5 separate regions of the Mus musculus genome follow, and all the other regions are linked to region 3. The links are chromatin contacts, called in public Hi-C and HiChIP or PLAC-seq maps. All regions are on one chromosome and are shown on one strand. Each heading gives the region's core, a stretch centred on a gene start, on an enhancer-like site or on the middle of the called end of the contact. The rest is flanking DNA. Distances are from core to core; before and after follow the strand shown.

Region 1 (2,926 bases), core at 392-2,891, 370 kb before region 3:
CAGACACACCTCGGCCATTCTCCTGCTGTAATAAACCTGAAAACTGTACAGGGAGAAACAAGAGAGCAAAGATGGATTTGCAAGTCACCAGGGAGCTGGCGCCTTGTGATTGGATACTTCTGTCGGCCAATGGTGTTTGCCTATGCTTTTTGCCCTACTTAGAACCAGGGCGGCTGCTCTGACGTTTTTTTTTTTTTTTTTTTTGGAAGTGCTACAAGAGTCTTGCTAGAAGTCACCCCTGGCCTTTCCTACAGTTGCAGTGGGAGGGAGAACGGAAGTGGAAATCTCTATGTGAACAATTTGCTACTTGTCTGGAACTGGAGCCCTCGGGTAGAAGAGTTGAGGAAAAGGGGAATTTTTCCCCCTATGTATCTATTGCCCCCTCTTGCTGTTTAAAAGCACATTTGAAATATTTTTCAATTGTGTGAGATGTGGAAATACACATTTGGGAATTTGGGGTTTTTTTGTTGTTGTTGTTTTGTTTGGTTTCAAAATCACTATCAAATGCAACCATAATACTCCTAGATGAAGCAGGCTTCCTCAATAAGAGCTCTTTCTGCTTCCCCTTTCTGCTCACTAGGGGTCTTCCCTGTCCCTTTCACTACTGTCCTACACCTGAGCCCACACAATGAGGTAACAGGCGTTTGCTCTGAAATGGAAGTCTAAATTTCCGTATTTCAGCTTTTAAAATGCTTACAAGGATGCAGTTTTGAATTGGTATTCTCTTATGTTTGTAGCCCAGGAGAGCTATGAATTCTGAAATATGAAATATGGGCCATGGAGATAGCTCAGCAGGTAACGACACTTGTCACTAAGCTGGATGCTCTGAGATCTCACGTGACAGGAGGGCAGAGTCAGCTCCTGTGAGTTGTTCTCTGAACCCTCCATGTGTGACATGGTACACAGATGCCAACGCACACACAAAGAAATGTAATTTTTAAAAATTTAAATCTATATATTCTCGTGTGTGTGTGTGTGTGTGTGTGCGTGCGTGCATGGTGTGTAAGTATGCCTGTGTGCATGTGTGTGTGTGTCTGTCTGTCTGTCTGTGTCTGTGTGCGCGTGCACGGTGTACAAGTGTGCCTGCATACACGTGTATGTGAGTCCATTCGTGTGTGTGTGTGTGTGTGTGTGTGTGTGTGTGTGTGACTGTGTGTGTGTGTGAGACTGTGTGTGTGTGTGTGTGTGTGTGTGTGTTAAATTGCCCTGGATAGAGAGAAAAGAACTGTTAGTGTTGAATTACATTTTTATTCTATTTTACAAGAGGAATAAGAAAGGAATCTTTGTAGTGAAAATGTTGAAACCCGGGGAAGAGGTAGCCTCACGAGCTGAGGGCAGAGGTTCTGTCCCATCTGCTTTGCCATTCCCACTTCTTAATGCTTTGATAGGTTCCTATTCAGGAATTAATGTTTGACACAAAAATGGCCATGAATGAGAGGAGCTGCCAGGAAAGCACAGGACACTGAGACCATCGGCTAAAGGAGAATCTGGGGCCAGGACGTTTGGCAAGTTTTCTTTTGTGCTTAATAACTAAAGCTTATATTTGGATGATCGGTTGATTGGGCTATAAAATCCACCACATCTCTGGAATCCAGGTCAGTCTGTTCTTACTGGCTAAGGAAGTGAGGCAGAAATGCACGTGACTGGCTTGCTGATAAGCCTGCAGCAGGGGAAAGACGCAGTGGCTCAAATGATTTGAAAAGGAAGGAGCTGGAAGGCGTCTTGGGTCTCATCGGATTTGACTACTGCTAATCGTTTGGTTTATTCTGTAGCCCTGTCCTTCCGGGTCCTTTATAGCTTCAGTGACTGTAGGTCCAAAATGACAGGCTGGTGGGTGGAAATTTTCCCCTCTCCAGATTAAAATAAATCTGTGCAAGCACTGAGGACTACAGAAAAGCAGTTGAGCTGAGAGAGGCCAGGCCCACCCAGCACTCGAGGCTTTAAGGATATAAAAGAAGTTATTACTTCCCCTGTCCAGCTGCAAACAGCTGGACGGTCCAGGATGAGCAGGTTTTCTGAAGCCAGGGAGAGTGATGTGTGCTGTTCACTTCTGTCACTAACAGCCACTGAAAGTTAGGAAGCTGTGTGGTCAAAGATGAGGTCTACCTCACAGAGCTGAGCCTCATGACCTGGGAGGTGTGTTAGACAAAAGCATTTCCTAGGAGAATTCCCCTGGAAGGATTCCGCCAATGGAAAAGAGCTTTTGGAGTAGCCTGATCTCATTGGAGACAAGTGAACATACGTGTGCACATGCATATGTGAATGAATACTCCCACAGACCCTTCGGTTTCCTAGAAACAGAGGCTGAGAGCGCACAGAGCTTCACAAATACCCTGTTAGGATCTCTCGTTTATTTTCAGGCTTCCTTCATCGCTATGCTGAGAGGAAAGCCCAGGAGAGCCTCACCCACACGAGACTCCTCAGTGAGGACTCAGCTTGGTCAACACCCATAGCCTGCAGAAACGCATTGCACATAGAGACCCCAAAATAACTGGTCTTTCTGTGTGCAGTAACATCAGGGAAGCCTCAGCCATTCCAGAGAAGTCCAGAAAGACACCCAGAAGCCACTTCTGTTACCCAGCAGACCTCCTTGTCTAACGCATGGACATTAAGCCAGTTCATGACACCCTCTGATCTCTAGCACTTTGGTGATCACCGGCAGGGGCTTATAGTCGCCTTAGAGAAGGAAGTTCCAGGACAGATGCTGGGAGAGCAGCTGAGAGGCTATTGCAAGGAAGACTTTGATCAGTTGGTGGCAGCAGAGGTAGAGAAGAAGCAGCTGAGTTCTGGTTGTATTTCAAGAATAGAACCAATGAGGTTTCACAACAGATTGGATGTGGGAAGGAAGGAAGAGTCAACAATGACGCCAAGGTTTTGGGTCCAAGCAAACGGAGATGGAGGGTGGAGAAACAGCTTTCAGGAGAAG
Region 2 (2,875 bases), core at 285-2,784, 450 kb after region 3:
CTTATTTCAATCACTCAACACCCTGGGAGGCTCTTTACTTTTAGAAGTGCTGATTTCAAGAGGTTAAAAGTGTATTTCTTTCTCTCTCTTCTTCTTCTCTTGTACCTTCGTTAAGATTGTTTTCTTATGAAGTTATTCATATCCAGGGTGTTGATATCTCCTGACACACTGAATAAGTTGACAAACAATTGCTCATTAATCAAACCAGTGTTCAAAGCAGAAGAGAGGTGAGGCTCACCTACCAGTCATGCGATTGCATTTTTGAGTTCAGTACCTCTTTTCCTTGCTCAGATTTCTTGCATGAAAGAATATACAAACCACACCTCAAACTCACCCACACTAGAGAAATTTGGATTAAGAAAACAGAAGGGAGGGAGTAGGGGAGAGGGAATGGAAGAGAAGGACAAACAGGGGCCTTCCCCTTCCATGTGGGCTCTGTCCTAGATAGGCATCAGTGGCTCATCAGGCTGTGGGCAGCCTGCAGAGCCATCAAGCCCAGATTGCAGAGGAGGGTCCAGCAGATGCTGGACGGATCCACACTGGTTCGGAATGTACGCAAGAGTGAGAAAAAGAAAATTTGAAGTTTTGTTTACTCCTCTTGCCTAACTTCCCTTGCAATCTAAATGTTTATACAAGTCCCTTTGGGTAGTTAAAAGAAAATACAGGAAAGTTTTTTTTTTTTAAGCCTAGTATAAGAGAAAGCAAACCAGCAAAACACAAGAGCAGTTTTACACTCATTGGGAAGATTTATCAAGAGAAGAGCTACTTCCTCATGGAACTAGAAAAATCACAGCATCTGTATTAGCTATATAAAGAAAATAACGCACAGGCACGAAGTGTATTGCCTTTTTTCCTGCTGTGTTTATCAGTTTTGCTCAGCAAGAAATGGTCTATAAGCATCGCCTTGACTTTTATAAAGACCTTAAAATTAATTTAAAAAAACCATCAATGTCCTTAAAAATGCCTAAAGCTACTGAGAAATGAAAATTTAGGCTTGTAACCATAATTATAAAAGTACAAATATCCAATAATACTGGTGTTACTCGAAACAATTTGTGTAAAAAGATAAGAATAAACATATTTATAACCTGCAGCTCCTGATGGATCAACTCATTAGTGAACAGTAAAGATCGGTCTTGTAAAAGTAGCCTTGATTAGATAAAACTAATTTGTTAACTTACTCTAGCCCACATACTGATTACACAGACCTGTTTGCAGAAAAGACCTGTGAAGAAACTGACCCACAGATCCTTTTAAAGGAAGGCTTGTCAGATCAAATGATTTCTGACAAAAACAGGAACCGTTGTCAGGCAAAGGGACAGATAATTAGCCAAAGAACATTTTCCAGAAGAGTTATAAGATCTCAAAATTACAAAAGAGACAGATTCTAATGTTAGTTACAGTGTATAGCCCCTGTTTGTCCGTACTCGCAGGAGAATAGAGAGCCAGTGGGCTGCTCTGAGAAGTCTCTGTACTCACACCGGCTGCCTGGTCTCCTCTGCCTTCTTCTCCGGTGCTGCACAGACTCACTCTGCAGCAGGCACCAGCCTGAGATGCTTTTCTACCCCACTGTATCCTCTGACGCTCCGGTCCGGGGAAGGGTGGTCTGTGAGTGGGAGGAGGCATCTCACATGGGCCGCGCCTGATGCTGCCTGAACCTGCCTGGCTGAGCAGGAAGCACTGTGGGCAGATCTCTGCTGCTTTGGAATGTACATCTCTGAGTGTGTGTGTGTGTGTGTGTGTGTGTGTGTGTGTGTGTGTGTGTGTGTGTGTGTGTGTGTGTGTTTAGCTGTTGTTCCTTAGCTTGATCGGATCACTAAGACTTTGCTTATTAAAGAAACCAGCTCATGCTCCCTCCTCTACTTGCGCAGGGTCAGGGCCAGGGCGAGTTTCTGTAACCACACCACAGGCTATATTCGAGGGGTCACTAATATTCATTAGGTGAGTATCTCAGCAACTACTAAAGGAGAAGAAAGTTGGAAACACAGATGGAGAAATGCAAATGAAGAGACAGGATCAAGTAATGCTTTTATGTCTAACTAGGTCCTTCCTGTCTCTGTCCCTTCCTTCAGGACCACTGAGCCACGTAAACACAGCGTGAAGAATATTGCTTTTAATGGGAAAATAGCAACACATGGTTAGTTTAGTCTGGTGTTGAGGGGTAGTAAAGGCAGCAATATTAGAAAGGTCTGAGCACTTTAATCAATAGATTGGGAACTCCTCATAGATTAGTGCTATCTCCCCAAAGGCTCTTCTTACTCAGGAGACAGAGTTAGCATGCAGTGCGCTCATTAGCAAGTACCCTGAGATCCGTGACCATAGAAACACGAGCAGGATGTAGGTGGGACAGCCTCGGCTACGCACTGACAGCTTTGAAGAGAATGGCCTGTCTGAGCTCTGCACTGGCTGCCTCTGTGACCTATGTCTTTAGGTGAGGGTACCGTGAGGAACAGATGTCCATAGCTGTCCAGTTCCTGAGCAAGACTGACGATGGGACTCAGTCAATGTTTGAAAGGGGACAGTGTGAGATGCCTATGTCCCTCTCCATGCCTTCTTCCCCCTCAGTGTTCCAGAGTCCGCTTGGATGACCAGGGCAATTCATCCAATAAAATTCTACACAATGGTTAGAAACGAAGCCACATAAAAACAGTTCCAGGAAAATAAGTTTGGCCATTTACTCAACAAATGTTTGTGAAAGTTCACGTTGCCTCAGGACCAATTCTAGAAGCTAAAGACGAAAAGCAGCAAATTACAACGTAACAAAACAGCTCTGCTTACCAAGTATTCTGTCTGAGTCGATACAACTTTATTTTTTTTTTCTAAAAATAGATATGAATTTCAGCTTTAGGAAGAACTTTCAGCAAATGTTAAGAGG
Region 3 (2,829 bases), core at 97-2,596:
GCTGAAGATTATATTGATCCTAGTTGAATTTAAGAAATGCCAGGAAAAGGCATTTTTAATTCTGTTAATTGGTATAATGACAAATATCTGATTGCACAATTAATAAAACCAGTTTAGGAGCTGAGGGTATGTAACCCAGTTTGTAGACTATTTGCCTAACATGCAGGAAGTCCTTATATACCAGGAAAGGATGGCACACACTTGTAATTCCAACATTTAATAATCAGTTCAGGGTCATCCACAGATCATTCAAGGCCAGCTTAGGCTAGAGACTTTGTCTATAAATATTTATATTAAAATTAAAACCACTTTTTTGGGTGTGTGTGAAGAAATGGCTCACTGGTTAAGAGTATTGGCTGCTCTTCTGGAGATTCTGAGTTCAATTCCCAGCAATTACATGGTGGCTCATGACTATCTGTGATGAGATCTGATGCCCTCTTCTGGTGTGTCTGAAGACAGCTACAGTGTACTCAGATACATACAATAAATAACTACAAACCACTTTTTTCCTGACCTACAGCTAGTTTAAGGAAGCCACTCAATGCTGTACATCTTAGTGAACTTGAATACAATTAGAATGGTTGATTTGAAGCAATGGAGCTCTACTGAGGGGGTTACACTTTCAGTATCAGTTACCATGTCATTTACTTATCCAAAACACACACACACACACACACACACACACACACACACACACAGAGAGAGAGAGAGAGAGAGAGAGAGAGAGAGAGAGAGAGAAACAGAGACAGAGAGACAGAGACAGCCCATCACAGTTGTTGAAAGTAGAAAAAAATCTTATCTTCTTTCATGACTACTGTGTCATGATATATTATCTGAAAATTTAGCATATATGCCGGAGAGAAATAGGAGGTAGGGGGCCTTTGTATCTGTATCTGCAGAATGTCTACAAAGCAGGAAGGAAGAAAGACCATAAAATATCCCAGGGTGGAACCCGGATCTGCTACTGCTTGTCCAGTACCAAAAGGTCAGCCCTGAAAATACGAATACAGTTAGCATTATACTGGACTGAATGGGTCATATAGGAATATATGTATGCATGTATACATATAAGCATGCAATAACAATTAGGGAGGAAAAGGCCATGAATTTGAAGGATAGTGGGGAATGGGTATGTATATGTAAGGATTTGTAGAAAGGAAAGGGAAAGGGAAAATGATGTAATTAAATTACAATCTCAAAAACAAAACAAAAACAAAAACCATTCTGGGTGACCTTTTAACCTTTGCGCCAGCGCTGACGCCACGCCCTTGGAGCGAGGCCTTGTACCACTTCTTTTGCGCACGCGCTTCTTAGACTTACTTCCGTCCGGAGAGGCGGGACTTCCTGTCCCCCTTCGATTGACTGCGGAAGTGGAGACAGACGGCTCAGGGTAGTCGGAGTTTGGGAGCTTTGCGCGTGTGCGCTCATAGTTGCTTTCGCCTGGAAAGATGCCGGGACTGGCGGCCGCTAGCCCTGCCCCGCCCGAGGCTCAGGAGAAGAAGCCACTGAAGCCCTGCTGTGCCTGCCCGGAAACCAAGAAGGCGCGTGATGCGTGGTCAGTGCGTAGCCCGGGAGGGAAGCCCGGGCTTTAGCAGCTCGGCTCCACTCTGCTCTCTGGGACTCTGGAGATGCAGGGACCCATAGTTCCGCTGTCCTCTCTGCTCCCTGATCCCGCACCCCAGTCTCAGTTAGGGGTCAACGGAGAGGGCAAGAGGTTACATTGATCCCAAGGTTCTCGTCCTTCATTCCTTACTACGATTGCATTTTAGTCTTCTTAGGGATAAGACCCAGATAAATAGAAGTGCGTAAAGATGCTTCTTGATTTAAAGGCATTTAAAATATGTGGAGATTTGTTACCAGCCAATACTATACCACCAGCTGTGATAGATTTACTAAGACCTAGGTGTAAATTTTTCAGGTAATCTTTAGTAATTTTTTTTTTTTTTGGTCGAAACGTGTGAATAGTAGAACACAGGATACATTTCTGAAGGGATACCCTTTCCAAGAAGTTAAAAGTCAACCTGTCTGGAGCTGGAGAGATGGCTAAGTGGATAAAAGCCCTGGTTGACCTTCCAGAGGGCCTAGTTTCGATTCCCAGCACCCACACGACTGTTAACAATCTTGTGTAATTCCAACCCCAGAATAATCTGACACCCCCTTCTAGCTATTGCGGGCACTGCACACACATGGTGTGCAGGCAAAACACCTATACACATAAAAACAAATTGTAAAACTTGTCTACAGGACAGAGGTGATATTAATGTTCATCGACTTTATCATCAAGTCACAAAAGGTTTTGTTTGGTCTCCTCCCTTTTATGTAGCCTGGGTTCTGGGGCAGATACTGAAGTCCTCAGTGTGGCTATGCATCTCCATCTTCTCCCATCAAAGCAGAAAAATACTCGGAGAAACAAATATGGATTCTCATGGTGTGATTTCATTACCGGAGAGACTGAAACAGTTTTAAGTCTAGCCTGAACATCCGAGTGAGACCATGTCTCAAAATAAAAATAGAAAAATACACAAAACAAAGTATTCCTTGGTATTGTAAGGTAATAAGAGTGTAACCAGTTATTATTATCACTACCTATAAATGGAGAATTTAAAGATCGATCTGATACCAAGGTTCTTGAAATACCAAGGTAACCTGCTTAAGGAGACTTTGGTGTGGCTCAAGACTCAGAGCTTAGAAATACAGTCAGGCTTTGAATCTTCTCCCTCCAAGTTGGTGACCTTATGCAAGGTACTTAACAAGTCTGCTTCACACGTGTGTTGAACGAGTCCCGCATTTCTGTAAGGTTTAGCAGTGGGTGTCGGTGGTAAGGGGAAG
Region 4 (2,700 bases), core at 155-2,654, 410 kb after region 3:
TGGCCTGTACCTAGCTTGCTGTTTAACTTTCCCTTACATCTGGCCAGACACTGCTGCTCTTCCCAGACACCATCAGCAAGCCTTTGTCTTCCTTGCAGAATCGAATACGCTTACCTTGTGATTTAAATGTAAGCTCGGAGAAAAACGGTGGCCCAGAGTGTGTATGTGTGTGCATGCGTGCACACACGCTGACGAGAGAAAAACATGAGGCCTTTGCAGTATGCAGGTTCTCCACCACTGAGTTATATTTGCTTTGTACTTCTTACCCATCCCTTCAGACTTAGATCTTACTTTGGTCCAGTTTTATTGTATGGATCATGCACATGCCCACCTGCCAGTCCCCCCCCCCCCCCGCCCCTTTTGTGGCACCTCCTTACCATTGCTATCCTGGGCAAAATTCTGCTGCAGGTGGCAGGCAATTTCAGTTTCAGGGTCTCCGTGACTTCTGATGGCAGCTCTGTATCACTGTGTTATAACATCACTGAGCTCTGGCTTCTTCATTGTCCCAACAGCCCCATGGGTGTAGGTATAAGAAATGTTTTCGCCTACAATCACAAAGAGGAAGAGGAGGGACACTGGGTCTCTGTTCTCTAGGCCTTGTAGGAAATATGGACTTGTTCCTTTTGCCTCATGCATGCGAATCTATAAGGAGGTTGGTATTGTTGACATCAAGGGACTGGGCACTGTTCATAAGGAAATGTCCCTTAAGTGTGACTGTGGCAAAACTGGAAGAGTCTACATCACCACCCAGCGTGCTGTGGGAATCATTGTAAGCTAGCAAGTTAAGGGCAAGGTTCTTGCCAAGAGAACTCATGTGTGACTTGAGCATATCAAGTACTCTGAGACCAAAGACAGCTTCCTGGAAGGGGTGAAGGAAAAGGATCAGAAGTCAAGGAAGCCAAAGAGAAGGGCACCTGGGATCAGCTAAAGTACCAGCCTGCGCCACCCAGAGCTGGACACTTCGTAGGAGTCTGAGCTGCTGGAGCTAATCCTGTATGAATTTGTAGCTTAAGGTACGAAAAGGAATAAACAGCCTGGACTGTGAAACAGAACCAAACCAAACCAAATGGAAATGTTTTCACCTGCCACACATTCAGTGGCAGGAAGTTAAAGTACCTTGCCCAAGTGTTTCAGATTCATGGTGAATTTTGTTGCTAATAACTCCTCCGTGCCCGCCTCCTTTCTCCAAGGACTCCATTGTAACTGTATGACTCCATCTTCCTCATTCTGGGGACCTTACAGCCCTTTAAAATATAGTTGTAAACTCACTTGAGGGCCTCTTAAAATGTACCCTCTTCCAGAAAAAGGATCAAAAGCAAAAGTCAGTACACACAGAGGCGTTTGCTGGATAACAACGGTAAGAGCAGTTCTGTGGTTTCCCTGGAGGCATCTGCTGCTCCTCCCCACAGCAAAGCTGGGCTCAGTGCTCCTTAGCCTACGCACTTCCTCACCAGGGTCTCACACCGTATCCTCCCTCATCTGTACATCTGGGTCCTTCCAGACCCTGCTCCTCTTGCTGTGGCTGTGGTTCCTAAGAACCTGGGGTTGTTCAGTTCAGAGCTCTAGGAGGGAAGGCCCCCGGTAATCCTGTGCTCTCAGCTAGCTACTTGGAGCATCGTAAGTACTAGCAGTCCCTTCTAGAGCATGCATGCCAGGTCTCTCATAAAAACTTCTCTTTGCTGCCTAGGAGGTTATGTGGGGCCACTATTTCTATCCACATGGCCCTGATGTAGCTGTTTTTGGTTTTGTTTTGTTTTGTTTTGTTTTGTTTTATGATAGTTAAGAGTCCCTTCATTGTTAAGTTCATGAATGTGATCGTGATGGTCAGTCTTGGTTTTCAACTTGACTAGACTGAGAGGGGGCAATAAGATCAGTTGGATATAGCTCAGAGGTGCCTGGGAAGGCATCTCCAGAGACAGTCAGATTATGATGGCAATGACCAAATCAGTGATTAATGATGGATTTATAATCCTATGACATTAATGGGAAGTGGTGGGTATTTTTAGATTTGGGGTTGTGGGTATTTTTAGACTTGGAGGAAGCGGGTCACTAGAAGTGTGTCCCCAGGGACTATATATTGTCCTGTTCCTCGTCCTCATCTTTGTGTCTTAACTGTCATGAAGTGAGTAGCCGTCCCTACCAACCATATCTTTTCCACTGTGATATTCTCACTGGCCACAGGCCCATCAGCAATGGAGCGAGCTGGCCATGGACTGAAGGAAACTATGAGCAAAAATAAAATTGCCCTCTTTTAAGATTGTTTCCCGCAGGTATTTTCATGGTAAAAGTTGATAAATATAACTATATCTCTAACTGTTATGGGATACATAGGGACTAGTTTGTATGAGGAGCATAGAAACCACTCAACCTCAGAGGAGCTTTGGGGATACCAGGTGTTAGGTTGGAAATGTCTACAGTGTATTGAGTGTCATTCTTTTGGGTTTTCTTTTTGTCTGGAAAACATCGGTATTTAGTTGGCTGAAGTCCGTGAAAAGTTTGAAATCGTCTCTGTGGTCACATGGTTCTGTTTAGTAGCTCCCTCCAGCTGCAGTTTGGGAGGATGCCAGAGTTGTATTAAGGGTTAGCCTTAGCCCAGCTTGCTGACAGGTCAGTGGGATAAGAGTCCTTTTATCCTGGGAGCTACTCTCTGACATTCCTCCCACCCTATTGTCCTAGGCCTTTGGCTTCCTCTTCTCCTTA
Region 5 (2,908 bases), core at 132-2,631, 370 kb after region 3:
TGAAGTTTCCAAAGAAGCCTTTTTTTTTAAAGTCCAGAACCAGTCAACTTTACAAAAGGAGTCATTTCATGCCCCATTCCCCCACCTTTGCTATATTAAAAACTTTTACCCTCCAAGACGGTGTTATCCCAGTATAGTTTGTTTTCATTTTTCCCCACCCACCAAATGTTTAAACTGTTTCCACTGGCTCCTCTTTTTCTTTTTCCAAGCTGACTTAAAAAAAAAAAAACCAGAGACGCTCTTCTATATCCTAAACTCTTTTAAAGCTGAGGCCCTCTGACCTTCTTACGACACACTGCTCGCAGGACACACCAAAGGCCCCTCTGAAAAGGCAGGAGGAGGTAAAGGGTGGTGGTGGTGAGGTGGGGGGGGGGTCGGGGGAGGTACTGTATATTTGGCATCAACTCAGAAATACAGAAAATGTTTGTGCAAGCACTCCCCCAGCCAGGATTCCCCGCCCCACCCCCAGCACACTGCCTCCTACCACATTAATAAAAAAGGATGTGAGCCGGTGAAACCTTCCAGTACAGGAGGCACATTTAAGATGATCACAATGATACATCCAGAGAGATTCACCACACGTCAGTCACCCCCTCATCTTTCCCTTTCAATACCCAAAGTTTAAGACCCGAGCCTCCCTCCCGGGGCTTCAGCCTCAGAAATGGCCAGTAAACGCCACAGCTACACCACTGCTCATCCACCGCTCCTGTGACACGTCGGATGGACAGACCCAGCTCCTGCACTGTGGGGTGGAGGCGATGTGGTTAAGAACTGTCTTTTTTTTTTTTTTTTTTTTTTCCTATTAAAGTACAGTGAGCGCACGAGCCTGGAACACATTAACTTGTGAACTGCATCCAGCACACCCCAAGAGAAATCCATCGCTCTTAAACAAAAAAAAAAAAGGGGGGGGGGTACATTACCATCCTGTCCCGAACTTTCCAGATACTCCGTCAGGTCACATCCAAACGCACTGGCGGCTCCCTTTCGTTTCAGCTTCTGCTTGGCACCCTTGTTCTTCATGAGTTAGCCCCACAGAGGCTGCCCCTCCGTCTGCGCTCTCTGCTCCGCACCGCTGATGAGGGTTTCGGGGTCGGGTCACCAGGGCAGAGCGGCGCCGCGGGTCCGCATGGGCGCGCAGATTGGGCCGTGCACCGCCCCGGGCGGGTGTCACCTCCCTACTCGGGCTCCGGCGGCGTCTCCCCGCGCTTCTCGGCTGAGCCTTGCGAGGAGCCGGGGCCGGGGCGCGGCGGTTAGGGGACCGCCCCGGGGCTGAGTGTGCTCCGCCCTAGGCCCGCGCTCTGCCTTCAGAGCGCTGGAGGACCGCGAACAGCCAGCATCACGTCCCCTTGCCCGCCCTTGCGCCGTCCCTTTTTTCCTGTCTTACAAATCCCAGGATCGTCCAGCTCAGGAAGCGCTGGAAGGAAGTCAGCTCCGGAGGGGGGCGGAGGTTGGAAATTTTTGGCAGCTGTGTGTGTGTGTGTGTGTGTGTGTGTGTGTTTGTGAGTGCAGTCGAAGGAAGTAAGTGGGTGGGTTGAGCTGCGCGGGCTGGGGGAGAGATCGCGCTCTCCCGAAGTGGCTCTGCTAGTCCAGAGTATCGCCCAGGGCCGTCCCGGAGGAAATCGGCCTCGCGAGGAGCCGCGGCCGCCCGCCCGCTTCCTGCCGCCAGTCAGGCTCTTTGCACAGCGCAGGAGGCGGCGCCGGACTCTGCAGGGAGGGCTCGGGATGGGTGCTCATGGAATTGCTCTCCTTGTCATCCCAGTCCTGACACTTTCTATTTCAGTGCCTGCCTTTCTCCTCCGTCGACACTTAAGTGTAGTGACAGTAACAAAGACTGGGATTCCAGAAACCTGACCGGCAAAGCCTTTACGTTGGCCACTCCCATCTCTCTTTGCCTGGGTCTGCGGTCCCTGAAGCCCAGACGTCTCCTCTCCCACGCTGAGGTTAGGATACCCTCGGGCGAGAGAGAGGTGCAGCTTTGTAACCACTGCCCAGGAAGAAGTTATATTTCTAGTTACAAACTCAAGTTCAGGCACACACACACACACACACACACACACACACACACACACACGCACACACACATCCCGATCTTACTAACTGCAAGAGATTTGAGTAAAGAAACCAAGATTTAAGGGGCGCTGACATTTTGCCAGTCTCCCAGGTTGTTTTAAAACTTGAGGCGTATGTTTTCACCCCGGCATGTTTTTCCTGCTTTAGTTGGAATTCCTTGACTCGTGTGTACTCAGCACACAGTGAACACTTAAAGTCTTGTGCCTTGACAACTCAAAGATTAGATTAAACTTCCTGCATCCATTCAAATCCATATATAGGCTTGAAGGGTAGGTACATTCATATAGCTGGCAAAAGTATTATGTGTTGCATTTTAGTTACTGATTCCTCTTAAAAGCCATCATGGCAGTTTATGAACTTTGAACTCTGACCTTCTCTCTATGTCCAGACATAACCTGATAGCCAGCCTACCAAATTTGGCCTACAGATGTGTTTTGTTTGGAACATATTGTTTAAAAAAAAATTTAGCCAACACTAAAGAATTAAGATGTTTCTCCGTAAGAAAGCTGGATTTCTGTCGTCTCCTGTGGGAAGGAAGCTCTGCTTATACCACAAGTGCGTTCTCGTAAAACAAGGAGTGCCATACGTTAAGACACGGCGGCTGGCTTTCAAGACAAGCCTTCTAGTTTGGAGGCACCTCTGCCTGTCTGTTATTCGTCGCGTTCTCACGACCGGCCAGGAAGAACACAACAACCAGAATCTTCTACGGCAAAGCTTTATTGCTTACATCTTTTTGGGGCCAGAGTGTAAGAAGCAAGAGAGAGAGAAAAACGAAACCCCTTCTATTTAAAAGAGAACAACAATTGCCTAGGACGCATCACTCCCTGATTGGCTGCAG

What was found. Hi-C and Micro-C count contacts between places; a contact is called where the count stands out from the background. HiChIP or PLAC-seq counts read pairs in DNA pulled down with a chosen protein or histone mark.
Region 1: a Hi-C map of cortical neurons shows a contact between it and region 3, with 2.6 times the contacts expected there. The contact joins the enhancer-like site here to the promoter of Cox17 in region 3. A contact is called at or near these places in 13 of 39 promoter capture datasets (the 3T3-L1 cell line, 3T3-L1-derived adipocytes, the C10 cell line and 5 more), 1 of 15 datasets of contacts at CTCF or cohesin (pro-B cells), 8 of 484 Hi-C or Micro-C datasets (the N1E-115 cell line, Th1 cells, cerebral cortex and 4 more), 1 of 115 datasets of contacts at active chromatin or transcription factors (extraembryonic endoderm stem cells) and 1 of 9 other capture datasets (adipose tissue).
Region 2: an H3K27ac HiChIP or PLAC-seq map of microglia shows a contact between it and region 3, with 5 times the contacts expected there. The contact joins the promoter of Upk1b here to the promoter of Cox17 in region 3. A contact is called at or near these places in 1 of 39 promoter capture datasets (HPC-7-derived erythroid cells), 2 of 484 Hi-C or Micro-C datasets (the N1E-115 cell line and embryonic stem cells), 3 of 115 datasets of contacts at active chromatin or transcription factors (bone marrow-derived macrophages, microglia and stem cell-derived neural progenitor cells) and 2 of 9 other capture datasets (adipose tissue and liver).
Region 4: an H3K4me3 HiChIP or PLAC-seq map of the 230-238 cell line shows a contact between it and region 3, with 12 read pairs. The contact joins the enhancer-like site here to the promoter of Cox17 in region 3. A contact is called at or near these places in 12 of 39 promoter capture datasets (the 3T3-L1 cell line, the C10 cell line, the HPC-7 cell line and 6 more), 3 of 115 datasets of contacts at active chromatin or transcription factors (the 230-238 cell line, bone marrow-derived macrophages and memory CD8 T cells) and 2 of 9 other capture datasets (adipose tissue and liver).
Region 5: an H3K27ac HiChIP or PLAC-seq map of bone marrow-derived dendritic cells shows a contact between it and region 3, with 5 times the contacts expected there. The contact joins the promoter of Arhgap31 here to the promoter of Cox17 in region 3. A contact is called at or near these places in 20 of 39 promoter capture datasets (the 3T3-L1 cell line, the C10 cell line, the HPC-7 cell line and 14 more), 23 of 484 Hi-C or Micro-C datasets (B cells, CD4 T cells, CD8 T cells and 18 more), 5 of 115 datasets of contacts at active chromatin or transcription factors (the 230-238 cell line, bone marrow-derived dendritic cells, extraembryonic endoderm stem cells and 2 more) and 3 of 9 other capture datasets (adipose tissue, liver and macrophages).

Annotation. Positions count from the first base shown.
Region 1 is chr16:37,972,385-37,975,310 of GRCm38.p6, forward strand. All of the region lies in intron 3 of Gpr156 (G protein-coupled receptor 156), which reads left to right. Among named protein-coding and RNA genes, the nearest start is that of Gm36225, 14 kb to the right of the region's middle. Within about 2 kb of position 1,642, at least 55 of the 459 cell types and tissues checked have an H3K27ac peak or open chromatin away from gene starts, as enhancers often do. A contact at or near this core is called in cerebral cortex and cortical neurons, where this site is marked.
Region 2 is chr16:38,798,669-38,801,543 of GRCm38.p6, forward strand. Upk1b (uroplakin 1B) reads right to left here and starts at 1,535. Exons shown (of 8, transcript NM_178924.4): 1 at 1,480-1,535.
Region 3 is chr16:38,345,653-38,348,481 of GRCm38.p6, forward strand. Cox17 (cytochrome c oxidase assembly protein 17, copper chaperone) reads left to right here and starts at 1,347. Exons shown (of 3, transcript NM_001017429.2): 1 at 1,347-1,555. The coding sequence starts at 1,449.
Region 4 is chr16:38,759,602-38,762,301 of GRCm38.p6, forward strand. The region is part of intron 4 of B4galt4 (UDP-Gal:betaGlcNAc beta 1,4-galactosyltransferase, polypeptide 4); the gene reads left to right. Among named protein-coding and RNA genes, the nearest start is that of B4galt4, 19 kb to the left of the region's middle. Within about 2 kb of position 1,405, at least 58 of the 459 cell types and tissues checked have an H3K27ac peak or open chromatin away from gene starts, as enhancers often do. A contact at or near this core is called in the 230-238 cell line, bone marrow-derived macrophages and pre-B cells, where this site is marked.
Region 5 is chr16:38,711,654-38,714,561 of GRCm38.p6, forward strand. It overlaps Arhgap31 (Rho GTPase activating protein 31), which reads right to left and starts at 1,382. Exons shown (of 12, transcript NM_020260.2): 1 at 921-1,382. The coding sequence starts at 1,020.